Linked DNA regions of Drosophila melanogaster: all the other regions are linked to region 3. A link is a contact called in public Hi-C and HiChIP or PLAC-seq data. All regions are on one chromosome and are shown on one strand. Each heading gives the region's core, a stretch centred on a gene start, on an enhancer-like site or on the middle of the called end of the contact. The rest is flanking DNA. Distances are from core to core; before and after follow the strand shown. Region 1 holds the start of CG32795. Region 2 holds the start of CG12535. Region 3 holds the start of N (Notch). Region 4 overlaps sgg (shaggy).

Evidence for each region. A called contact is a pair of places that touch in the nucleus more often than the background predicts. HiChIP or PLAC-seq counts read pairs in DNA pulled down with a chosen protein or histone mark.
Region 1: a contact with region 3 is called in a CP190 HiChIP or PLAC-seq map of the Kc167 cell line, with 3 times the contacts expected there. The contact joins the promoter of CG32795 here to the promoter of N in region 3. A contact is called at or near these places in 2 of 107 Hi-C or Micro-C datasets (eye imaginal disc and wing imaginal disc) and 1 of 6 datasets of contacts at active chromatin or transcription factors (the Kc167 cell line).
Region 2: a Hi-C map of the Kc167 cell line shows a contact between it and region 3, with 1.6 times the contacts expected there. The contact joins the promoter of CG12535 here to the promoter of N in region 3. A contact is called at or near these places in 3 of 107 Hi-C or Micro-C datasets (the Kc167 cell line, the ML-DmBG3-c2 cell line and wing imaginal disc) and 2 of 6 datasets of contacts at active chromatin or transcription factors (both in the Kc167 cell line).
Region 4: a Hi-C map of the Kc167 cell line shows a contact between it and region 3, with 1.7 times the contacts expected there. The contact joins the enhancer-like site here to the promoter of N in region 3. A contact is called at or near these places in 2 of 107 Hi-C or Micro-C datasets (the Kc167 cell line and the ML-DmBG3-c2 cell line).

Annotation. Positions count from the first base shown.
Region 1 is chrX:2,788,729-2,791,848 of dm6, forward strand. It overlaps CG32795, which reads right to left and starts at 1,839. Exons shown (of 9, transcript NM_001258580.1): 1 at 1,517-1,839; 2 at 1,331-1,429; 3 at 510-650. The coding sequence starts at 572. The region is part of intron 2 of kirre (kin of irre); the gene reads left to right. w (white) reads right to left here. Exons shown (of 6, transcript NM_057439.2): 4 at 3,021-3,120; 5 at 2,686-2,817; 6 at 1,871-2,615. The coding sequence ends at 2,001.
Region 2 is chrX:3,447,414-3,450,687 of dm6, forward strand. It overlaps CG12535, which reads right to left and starts at 1,530. Exons shown (of 4, transcript NM_001297909.1): 1 at 1,482-1,530. The region is part of intron 2 of lncRNA:CR44999 (long non-coding RNA:CR44999); the gene reads left to right.
Region 3 is chrX:3,133,580-3,136,862 of dm6, forward strand. It overlaps N (Notch), which reads left to right and starts at 1,291. Exons shown (of 9, transcript NM_057511.4): 1 at 1,291-2,248. The coding sequence starts at 2,089. It overlaps kirre (kin of irre), which reads left to right. Exons shown (of 11, transcript NM_001258579.3): 11 at 1-953.
Region 4 is chrX:2,662,254-2,665,472 of dm6, forward strand. The region is part of intron 4 of sgg (shaggy); the gene reads left to right. Among named protein-coding and RNA genes, the nearest start is that of lncRNA:CR45197, 11 kb to the right of the region's middle. Within about 2 kb of position 1,613, at least 22 of the 39 cell types and tissues checked have an H3K27ac peak or open chromatin away from gene starts, as enhancers often do. A contact at or near this core is called in the Kc167 cell line, where this site is marked.

The DNA.
Region 1 (3,120 bases), core at 589-3,088, 340 kb before region 3:
AAAGTTCAATGGTATTATCTCTACTTATCGTAATAAACAGCCATATACCAACAATGAGTTCAATAATCTTTAAAAACAGGCGATCGGAATTTCATACGTTACTGATATCATAGCTGTAAACTTATTTATGAACAGCTGTTTGTTAAAGTTTTAATTTTGAAAATCTTCTGATTGGAAAGAAAAAAAAAGTGTATACAATTATGCATACAAAATTTGGTGCCATTTATAATGGTGCTTAACACTTTTTGCTGATAATAGTATCAAATTTAATGGAAATTATTGAGTTCTTAGTGAATTTCATTTGGCTCTCTTTGGCAAGGGTATTTTTAAGAACAAGCAGCTGTTTTTGTCCAAGGTGAAAGCGACACAGACACACGTGTGGGTGTTTGTGCGCGTGCCTCTTTCATGTCTTCGAATTTTGGTATTGATATCTATATAGTCTGTGGGCATTACTTCTCGATTCTACAGATGTATGTTTGTATATATAAATGAATATATATAGAGCTTACCTCCAGTTCGGCAAACTCCTTATTGAGTTCTTCCCACTCGTTTTTCAGCGAATCGATATTCATTCTGGTGGTTTTTTGCGGCTTTGCTCGCCGTTTATCCTTTATTTGGCTGCTATTATTTCTCCGTTTGTTTTTGTTTGCCTAGGTGGTTGTTGTTATTATTATTATTATTTTTATTATTTTTATTTGTTGTATGCAACAGCTGGCAAAGAGAAGAAGCAGAAGATGTTGCGTTTGAGGTTAGGAAATAAACCGGTGAAAAATCAATTAAATATTTTTCTGCGATTTCCCAACAAACAAACACGCACGCACTCACACACATGCACACACACCAGAGCACACCCACACAATCACGTTGCCACGTTGGAAAAGCAAAGAAGCAACAAAAAAAAGACCGCAATTTGCCTTTGCAATTGGAAAATTAACAAACAAAACTCAAAAGTCAACACAACTTATGCCGCGTTCTCTTGCCTTTCGCGTTTATTATTTTTTAAAAATAAATACGTACTCGCGATGAGCACGAAAACAACCGGACCGCTACCGTCGACTAATATTTTGTTATTAACTATTTCCGCTGCACTTTTGTTTTAAATACTTCGGCCAAACACACAAAATACAACACATAAAGCGCAAAACAACAAAAAACACACTGCCCACACGCACACAAAGAGAGCGCGAGAGCGCGCCAACCAAGTAGCGATAGATAAGAGAGAGAGAGAGAGAACTAGTTCCAGTGAAATCCAAGCATTTTCTAAATTAAATGTATTCTTATTATTATAGTTGTTATTTTTGATATATATAAACAACACTATTATGCCCACCATTTTTTTGAGATGCATCTACACAAGGAACAAACACTGGATGTCACTTTCAGTTCAAATTGTAACGCTAATCACTCCGAACAGGTCACAAAAAATTACCTTAAAAAGTCATAATATTAAATTAGAATAAATATAGCTGTGAGGGAAATATATACAAATATATTGGAGCAAATAAATTGTACATACAAATATTTATTACTAATTTCTATTGAGACGAAATGAACCACTCGGAACCATTTGAGCGAACCGAATCGCGCGGAACTAACGACAGTCGCTCCAAGGTCGTCGAACAAAAGGTGAATGTGTTGCGGAGAGCGGGTGGGAGACAGCGAAAGAGCAACTACGAAACGTGGTGTGGTGGAGGTGAATTATGAAGAGGGCGCGCGATTTGAAAAGTTTGTATATAAAAAATATATCCCGGTGTTTTATGTAGCGATAAACGAGTTTTTGATGTAAGGTATGCAGGTGTGTAAGTCTTTTGGTTAGAAGACAAATCCAAAGTCTACTTGTGGGGATGTTCGAAGGGGAAATACTTGTATTCTATAGGTCATATCTTGTTTTTATTGGCACAAATATAATTACATTAGCTTTTTGAGGGGGCAATAAACAGTAAACACGATGGTAATAATGGTAAAAAAAAAAACAAGCAGTTATTTCGGATATATGTCGGCTACTCCTTGCGTCGGGCCCGAAGTCTTAGAGCCAGATATGCGAGCACCCGGAAGCTCACGATGAGAATGGCCAGACCCACGTAGTCCAGCGGCAGATCGGCGGCGGAGAAGTTAAGCGTCTCCAGGATGACCTTGCCCGAACTGGGGCACGTGGTGTTCGACGATGTGCAGCTAATTTCGCCCGGCTCCACGTCCGCCCATTGGTTAATCAGCAGACCCTCGTTGGCGTAACGGAACCATGAGAGGTACGACAACCATTTGAGGTATACTGGCACCGAGCCCGAGTTCAAGAAGAAGCCGCCAAAGAGCAGGAATGGTATGATAACCGGCGGACCCACAGACAGCGCCATCGAGGTCGAGGAGCTGGCGCAGGATATTAGATATCCGAAGGACGTTGACACATTGGCCACCAGAGTGACCAGCGCCAGGCAGTTGAAGAAGTGCAGCACTCCGGCCCGCAGTCCGATCATCGGATAGGCAATCGCCGTGAAGACCAGTGGCACTGTGAGAAAAAGCGGCAATTCGGCAATCGTTTTGCCCAGAAAGTATGTGTCACAGCGATAAAGTCGACTTCGGGCCTCCCTCATAAAAACTGGCAGCTCTGAGGTGAACACCTAAATCGAATCGATTCATTAGAAAGTTAGTAAATTATTGAAATGCAAATGTATTCTAAACATGACTTACATTTATCGTGGCAAAGACGTTTTGAAAGGTCATGTTGGTCAGGAAGAGGAAGATGGCTCCGTTGATATTCATCACACCCACTTGCGTGAGTTGTTGGCCCAAAAAGATGAGGCCAATCAAGATGGCAACCATCTGCAAATTAAAATGTTACTCGCATCTCATTAATATTCGCGAGTTAAATGAAATTTATTTATCTTCTGCAAAACTATAAACTATACATCTCATTGAAAAAAACTAAGAAGGGTGTGGAATCAGGCAATTCTATCTAAAATCTAGCGAATTTGTTTCCAAGAATTGTAAGCGTTATATCATTTGTTTCCACTGGAACCACTCACCGTTGTCTGAATAAGTCGCACTTTTACGAGGAGTGGTTCCTTGAGCACCGACAGCCAGGATCGCCACAGGACCGCCCGGAACTGCATGAACCAGGTGGCC
Region 2 (3,274 bases), core at 280-2,779, 310 kb after region 3:
TATGATTCTTTCCAATAGTGAGAAATTTGCCTTGTAATATTAATAAATTTCAAGTAATTTTTTTTTCGGTGCAAGGCTAAATTTAAATGCGATTTATGTATGCATTTATTCATTATATGCATTTGCATATATTGTAGTAAGCAAAACGGCCAAAGTTGCTCGTGCAAGTGCAATGGAAAATGCGATTATTGGGTGAAACTACTTGACTGGCGGCAACTCGCAGCTTATCGGCGTAACTGTAAACTGTATTATAACGATGGGCGGTGGGTGGGGGGGAGTGGGGAGTGGAGTGGGCGTGCTCACCAAATGAGAGAAAATGGCGCCAAGCCAAAGCTTCGTAAAAATGAAAGCCACGTGCATGGCTAATTAACAGATGTCCTCTCACTGCAGTCTTATCAACTGCACTGCAAGAAAACAAATCGAATTAGTGACTTAAATAAAATAAATTTCAGTATCTACATATGTACATACGTTCGTTTGTCTAGTTTTCTTTTCTGAGCTGAACTGCAATTTGTAGAAATTTTCGAGTTTTATCACTTTGATTCACATTTGAGCCATCTTGTTTTTTTTTTGCTTATTTTTCGCTTGGCGCCCCTCCATTGCCACGCCCACTGAGCAGCAGCGTTTCCCACATTTGAAATGCTGATGAAGCGACTAAAACAAAGGGAAAAGTGCAAGTAATGAGCGGCCAGTAAGGAGATACCCTAGCGTTATTTTGTTTATGTGTATGTACCATATATACATATATGTACATACACGTTTGCCGTATAAAAGTGGCAATTGCGACGGAAAAAATGTCTGGAAATTGATTAGGAAAATGAATTTATTACATCTCGTTGTTAAGAATGAACAGCAAATTTAAAAACCATTATCGATATCAAAAAATAATTGCTCTAAAACTGAACGAGTTTTGCACCACAAACCAAAATGCCCATTGTGCAAATGAAAATCAATGGGTGGCGAGAAAAACAAACAGAAATTTACGATAACTGCACCTCTTGTGTTGACATTTTACACTGAAGGAAAAACGGTGTGGGGGGGGGGGTGGTGTGGTGCTTGCAGCGTAGCTAATTTGCCAAATGCACAAGGAAAACAACAAATAGGAACCGGGAAAAAACAAAAAAACAAAACAAAAAACGACTGATAGAAGGTGACAAAGTGCAGGGCAAAGTAGAAGGCGAAATAAAATTACGGTGCAAATAGAAAATAGCTGCGCGATTGGGCAAAACCAACAACAACTGAATATAAACAAAGACGCAGACGAGACATAATAATAATAATAATAATAATAATAATAATAATAATAGTACACACTGCTGCGCCTGGACCAAGTCCATCAAAATAATGTGTGATCAAATGTCTGGGTGTCCCGATCATTTATCGAACGGCGAATACGAAAATAATAATAATAACAATTAACAATCGGGACAATTTGAGTGTAAATTCCACGAACTATTGCATTATTGATAACACATACATACATATGTACATTTATATAGTTTTTTTGGGCACGAGTTATGGGAAATTGGTAATTGCAGATATGAAAATCATTTATTTTTGGACACACTGCTTCCGAGCGTGAGATCACGAACTTGTTATCAGGTTTCAGTTTCAGTTTCAGTATACTGCCTTTGGAATGTATCAAATGTGTGTGTGTGCGTGTGTGTGTGTGTGTGTACTCAAGATAATACCAGGACTCAATCGAGCTACCAAAAATAGACTCTTATATTAGTAGTATAAACATTGTATAATTCTATTATGACTCCACTAGATACCATCCAGGTTATGCAACTTTCTCGCTAGATTTGTTATCTTATCTACGAACTATCGTACCCTAGTCCCATACATACATACATATTATTCCCGAATCCGGCGGCTTTAGAATGCTCAATGTTCGGTTGCAGCTAAAGCTATTGTCATATCCCACTTTTCGATCCCGGAACTGATGAACCCCAGACATAATCCCATTAACCATTAACCATTAACCATTAACCATAGCATCATAATCTTTGGCTCGACTGCTGGTGGGCCAAGGGCACAATTGTCGAGTGTGCAAATGATGTACGTATGTATGTACAATGTACAACGAACGACGACTAAAAAGCGTGCAAACATTTGCCTATATTGGCATTTTTATTTAAGAATGACTTTACGACTTATTTTCGCATGTTGCACAGCATGTAAAAAGACGCGCCAGGCATTTAATTTTTTAGAGAGCTTTTTACATACATACATACATGCATACATATGTATGAACAATGTATTTAGATGGAGCCTTCGTGCGCCGCGAAATATTAAATGAAATAAATTTTAACTGCAGTTGACAAAGTTCGGGGACGGATGTTGGACGGGCAATAAAGCGAGCAAAAAAAAAAAAACAAAAAACAAAAAAAAAACGACACAAAAACACAAAAAATAAACCAAAAGCAGTGTGTGCGAAATTTGAAATGAAAATAATTAAATCAGCGAAAAGCATGGGGAGAAATCTGAAATTCGAATGCACGATAATAGACTTCTATATAGTATGAGTAGCTATAGTAGCTATGGCTGAAGTATATGTATGCACATATGTATGTATGTACATACATATGTATGTCTGGTGTGCATTTGTCTGTGTAATTTATGTATGCTACTGATTATGACCGCCCCTACCGGCTAAATTTGCACTTAATGCCATTTGCCTTGTCTCTAAGTCCAATGCGAATGCGAAATTCATATTAATCGCTCTCGGAAATACAAAGTATGAATAATTGTTCGCATTTCGCATGCAATTTGTTGCCTTTCGAATGCTACCCTAATACGGAGTACTAACACTTAGTCCGATCTTAGTACTGCCACAGAATGTACATATGTATGTACAAATGTATGGTATGTATTTACATATGTACGTGGAAGCACCCCTTCAATCAATTCCAAGATCACGAACTTCATCCTTCCATGCCGACCGAGTTCATCTAATTGAGTCAGAATGCGATGCCACAAATGTCGCAAATGAATCAAGAGGATGGGGAAAATGGGGAGGCGATTTGGGCGTCAGACGAGCTAGGGTTTGTTGTCGACGCCACTTTTAATCAAAAATTAACGTAATAAATAATCATAAAGAATGCATAAATGTCAAATTATAAATTTGGACAAGTTTTACGACATCGCACCGATCCGTACCCGTATCTATATCTGTATCTGCATCTTTAGCCGGCTGTAACATAAATATTCGCACAGCCAAATGGGCGTGGCAATCGCGGAACAAAAAATCAATGGATCTCCGGCTGGCTCC
Region 3 (3,283 bases), core at 41-2,540:
TTTTCAGTGGCACAGCATTTCAGCATCCATGTGAAAAGTTGAATATTTTTTTGTCTAGCCCTAAGCGCGTAAATGATATTTGAACTTAAATCAATTATGTAAAGAAGCAAATGAAATATTGTATATCGTATATATATATATATATATATATATATAGAGCATAAATGTGTATGTCAACGCTTGAATTAAAAAATGACTAGCTAAGATTAGAGAGAATGTTTGTAATTTTTTTTTTTTGTCTGCCTAGTTTAGGTTTAAGCCTATTTATAGACGTAAATGAAGAATTTTAAAGGTAAAAAGAAAAACTTAAAAAGCTTAGAAACAATTTGTAAAACATTTGAGCGATCTACCAAAAAAAAAAAAAACGCAATTAAGTGTAAAGCGTTCAATTTTTAACACGAAATGCTGCCTTATGATTCCTCGTTGGGTTCTTAATTCACTAAGCCAATACTGTAATTAATTAACTAATTTATTGTTTCATATTTTATTTTTTGTTTCTTTCGAGAATATACATATGTATGTATTTATCTAAAGTAATTCTGAAAATGCTTAAAAATAATGCCCGTTCGTTTAAACTGATTTATACACTCGAATCTAATTCTATTCTTTCCGTGGGCCAATTGCGCCGAGCTTTTTAACTGGGATAGCGTTCCGAAAATCGGAGATAAGTATGGTGTTACATATTTTTTTTTGTTTTCGATAATTGTCAAACGATTCAATTAAGCGTTCAATTATATAGACGTTACACACGAAACGAAATGAAATTCAAATGAAATCCTATTAAGCCAAGTAAAGTATGATAATTGCAGGAAGCGGAGTTGCGAAAAAAAAAGGTACGGAAAATGAAAACTAAGAACGTATTGCGGGAAAACCTAACTTAAGTCGAGAACAACTCAAATTAGTTGAAATAAAGATACGAGAACAAAAGGAAAATAAAATACTTAAAAAATGCTACAAGTGCGTTTTTCAATCAAATTTATGCACATTTTTTTCCAGTGCCTACGAATTTTACATTGTCGAATTTTACATTATACATAGCGTAATTTCTACGAATCTTACATTGTCGAATTTTACATTTTACATAGCGTAATTTCTACATACCGCTATGACGGCACTAAAGCGCCATTCGGCGAAATGGGGAAACTACTCATGCAAGCGGCTCGGAGCCCGGCTAACGTTATTTGTTCACCAACCGATCTCGCAACGCTGCGAAAGAGCGCGCTGCCAAAATGGCTCCCCGCCATACGGTATCTTTTTCTTGCACCGACGCGGTCACACTGCCGATTTGAAACAGATCGCTTTTTTCCAGTGGACGAAACGGTTGTGAAAGCGGACGAGCGTTAGGCAGACGAACCTGGAAAGCGCAGAGCACAGTTCTCAACATTTATTTTTTTTTTGAATGTGTGTGCAACAACGCACGTAAAATCGCGCTGCCAACAGGATATACAAACAAATCAATTACACAGCAAGCAAATGCAATGAAATGAAAAGGATGGCCCCAGCGGGAAAGCCGTTCAGCAAGAGCAAGGAGTGCCTGTCGCAGGGATAGCAACGAGAGAGCGACACAGAGAGCGAGAGAGAGAGAGGGAGAGAAACAAGGATTTTCGAAAAGTGTATCTACCTCGAGTCGCGCGTGTGTGAGAGTGAGACGAAAGCCGAGTGCAAGAAGCGCAAGAGGAAGAGAGCAATACGCAAGCGTGCGGCGTCGGTTTGAATTTGAATTTGTGGCTCGATCCTCGCGAAGAGAAAAGCAAGCAAAAGATACACGAAAAGCGTTCTTTTTTTGCCACTTTTTTTTTATGTTTCAAAACGGAAAATGTCGCCGTCGTCGGGAGAGTGCCTCCTCTTAGTTTATCAAATAAAGCTTTAAAGTCTGAAGTTCAAAACTATAAAAAACAAAAAAAAAAACAAAAAAACAACAAACGCGCTAAAACAAAAAATTGCTTAAACTACTGAGACTAGCATACTAAACCTAAACTCGCAGTTAAACATATCCTCAAAGAGAGACCAAAGAGGAGCGCTAAAGAAACCGAGAAGCGAGTAGAGGTGAAAAACTGGAAAAGTGGTTAACTGGAAAACTGGATTACAATGCAATCGCAGCGCAGCCGACGTCGCAGTCGCGCACCAAACACTTGGATTTGTTTTTGGATTAACAAAATGCACGCCGTTGCGTCGCTGCCGGCGTCGCTGCCTCTGCTGCTGTTGACGCTGGCGTTTGCGAATTTGCCAAACACCGTTCGCGGAACTGGTGAGTAAAGCGGAGACGCCGATCAGAACAACTAGGCGGGGGGAGGGCAGGGTGACAGGCGGGGTCGCCCGAAAATAGGGTGGGTGCACAAACTGGAATTCCAGGAGGCTCAAAACGTTCCAAAACGCTTGCCAAAGAACGGTTTTTTACAGAACCAAAACTATGAGATAAGATGATCTTGTATAGCTGAAAGATGTGGATCTCAACTAATAGTACTGAATCGCATAATTGTTTGGTCTTAGATGTCAGTTTTAAATGGAGCATACTTAGTATGAAACAACTAAAATTGCAATTACAAAATATACATACATTTGCATTGGACTAGTTCCGCTTAAACCCGTTGGATAGATCGCTACATTGCATAGCTAGGAAATGTTGGTCTATAAAATCGGATGCATTCGCAACACATATAAGTGACTGAGCAAACCCATGCAACTGTAATCCAAAAAGGAAGTGATGCTACTTAATCTGCTTAATAAGCCTATAGGATTGTTGCAAATCCTACCTTAAAGAATTTCACTTTAAACGCAATCGTCGGAATCCGCTCCCAAATGCGTTCTCTGTGTTTCTCCATTCCCTTTTCGATCCTCTTCGTTTGTCTCCCTTTTGGGCAGCTCCTCTTCGCTCTTCGCCTTCCTTTTCATGGCTTGTATTCACCGCGCTTCCTTTTGCGCTGTCTTCCTTGGCTTCGCTTTGTTGTCGCTTTTCGGACAGGTGGTCGTTTTTTTTTCCTCTCTCTTTCTCTCTCTCTCTCTCCTTGTTGTCTCGCTGATCTCGTTCTCGCTCTCGCTCGATCGCTGTCGCTGTCTCGCTCTCCGCCGACTGCGCATGCTCTCTCAGATTTGGAAACCCACCTTTTCGAAACAAGAAAGACCGTTTTTACCGTCGGCAAAAGGCGAGTTTTTCCATTCCCCTAGCACTCTAGGCACTCTTTCCTTTGTGTTTTCTCACTGCGCTATTTGCTCGCTAGTAGTGAGTGGCCAACTTCCTTTCCAGCTTTGGAAGCGAACTCTCCTCCTCCACACGCTGTGTTGT
Region 4 (3,219 bases), core at 363-2,862, 470 kb before region 3:
CATACGATGGGGTAGTACTTGCAGTCGATTGTTTTTAAAGATTCCACTAGGTGTCCGTTTTAGATATACGATAAACTGGTGGCTGTCAGTTGCATCAGTTCGGAATCTTGGCCCCGTGAGCTTAGCGAACGAAGCGTTAACGCCGCGGTGCGAAAAGTGGCAAGTGGCTAGTGGCTAGTGGCACATTCCCCTTGCTGCTGACTGCTACGATTACAGCGTATGGAAGGCACTGTGTCACAGCGTGCTTGTCACCTCGGTATCATCATCATATCATCATCAGCCCAAAGCAGTTCCCATCCGGCGAGTCGTAGTGGTGATTTGCAGCTTTCGCAGATGCTGACTGATAGCAGGAAGGTTGGCGAACTATATATATATATATATGTTGTAGAACTTGCCTAGCTTACTTTTGGTACTTCACTTCGCCCAACTACCGCCCACCCCCGATTTCTCGCTGTGTAGAGGTTAAGTCAAAGCTACGACAGCCTGCATGATCGAAGATCATCGGCAGTAAAGAGATCAAGAGGCACGCGGCTATATTGCTTACAGCGCTGATTATATATAGCCATAGGTATATATATATATATGTATATATATTCCCGTCGAGGGGGTGGCAGGAAAGAGGATGGGAAGATGGAAGGAATTGGGGATTCGGGAGCAGAGATTACGCCGTGTTAGCTGCTGTTGTTTCTTTTTTTTTTAACGCTCGACAATCACGCGCTCGTTTCATAAAACGGATGACAGAGCAAAAAACTTTTCCAAAAATATCAAAGCCCAACAACATGCATATATTGAACAGCTTGTGAAATGTATTTTTACGTATATGTATATATGTATTATATATGTATGTACATTCGTATATTCACTAAATCTGTGACCAAACGGAGGCGTGTCTCTGTCGTCTTTGTTTTTGTTTTTTGTTTTTTATGCCGCCCTCTCACCTCATTTCCTTTCTACCCTGCCCTGCCTCACGTTCGATTTGGAATTTGAAATGGAAAAATATGTTTTTGTGCTTTTCACTGGGAGTAGTAGTAGTAGGAATATTTGCAATTCGGATTATTATTTGTTGGAAAAGAGCAGGGAATCCATATAAAACCTATTGATGCTGCTGACCATTGAAGAGTAAGAGTAAATGTGGGCTTGTATTGATGGATATTGATGCTCCATATTGATCTGCTAAGAACAATATAGCAATTTGTGTATTTATATTTGCACACTGATAGCGATGCAACCAAGTGATTAGTGATTAGTGTTGCTATTTTCGTCACTTACAGCGATGGAAATGTTTTTTATTTAGCATTTGCCCAGCTGTTTTTCCATTGCCGTTACGCGTCTGCTTTTATATTAATTTGCTTTATTTTATTTTATGTTATCATGTCAACTCGCATTCAATACTCGTGTTTGATCAGCTGTGAAAAGAGCATTTTCAATGGATTCTAGTTACTAGATGCCAGATATCAGATACAAGTAGTTCTCTTTAAAATGCACCTCACAAACTATTGATTTCTCTTTGGCGAAATGGCTTCCTCTTCACCGATTTGTTTGTGTTTTGTATATTTGCTGTTGCTGTTTTCTGGGCACTTTGAGGTCTTCTAACGATTGGGGATGATGGGGAGGCATTTGGGCTTTACGTAGATACAAAAGAGAAAAAAATGTTGCCCGATTTTATTGGTGGCATTCAAAAGTATGCTATGGAAAGTTCCACCGAAGCTGCGATAGAAGAGACGACCGACCACCGACACCCGTTGTGGTGATGTGATAACGATGCAGGTGACAATGGCTGGCGGATTCATTTCTATAAGGTTGCCAAGTGCTGCAGATTGTGGGGCATCTCGTGATCTCCGCCCGCGTGGGTCGTCATCTGGCCATCCCTTTTCCACCGCCTCGCTTAACCGATCTCTGCCCTCTCTTTTGCCCAAAAACCGTGATCGACAGATAGATTTCTTAGCCAATAAAATAGAATAAAATCAATTCGTTTCAATTAAATGAAGTCTATATATGCTAACACTAGTCTATACTGCATATGCATTAGCATTAGTAGCAAACAGAAAAATGGCACTGATAGAGTATATTTTTTAATTGTCAGCACAACGGCAAGGTGAAGATTGCGAATCAAATATATAAAAAAATACTCTAAAATAAAAAAAACAAGGTGCACACTGGGGCTATACATACTCGTACATACATTTACCAAAGACCCTAGAATAACAAGATGCGTAACGGCCATACATTGGTTTGGCACTATGCAGCCACTTTTTTGGTGACGGCCAAAATTACTCTCTTTCGGCTCACTCCCGCTGAGAGCGTAAGAAATCTAAAAATATAATTTGCTTGCTTGTGTGAGTAAAAACAAGAGACAAGAACGCGTATAAGTGTGCGTGTTGTGCTAGAAGACGATTTTCGGGCCGAAATCAATTCTGATCGAAGAAACGAATTTACATGGTACATATTAGGGTAGTTTTTGCCAATTTCCTAGCAATATGATAAATTAAAAAAAAATTATTATAATTTTAAAGCTTTTTAAATTTGTTTGTTAAAATTGTTGCTCGAATTAGCTACCGTTTACACATTTATATTTATGTTTAATTCTAATTTGTCTCTCATCTGACAATTTTTTAAAAGCTAAATATTTTTTTTGAAACACTTTTAATGTTAATGTTACATCATATTAAGTCAAATGATTTAATAAATATACTAAATAATTAAATATGATAACTGTTTATTGCAAAAGTAATATCAAAGACACTAGAATTATTCTAGTTTCTTTGCTTTGGTCATATTTTGAGGCACGAAGTGCGGACACAAGCACTCAACAATCATTACCTTATTAATTATTCACACGCCGCAAGATGAATACTCTAATGACAAATATTCTAATATAAAGCCATTTTTGAAATTTATTTTTGTGATAATATGTACATAGATTTGGCTATTTCTAACCTATTTTCAAATAATAATAACGTTAAGGCATGCAAAACAAGAATTTTTCGCATGGTGCCAATTGATCAAAAATAATATAGATTTAAAGTCTAAGAACTTCTGAGGTGAAGGGCATATTTTGTCAAATTTACAATGCATGAGCATACGTGTGCACACATACAGTTGTCTGCTATCACACTTTGTGCGTTGAAAAGAGCTGTTCGCTGTAGCGCTCTTCGCTCTCTCGCTCTCTAACAAAAATTCGAGAGAGCCTGGAGCCACCTCTAGAGCCACGGCCAAAAA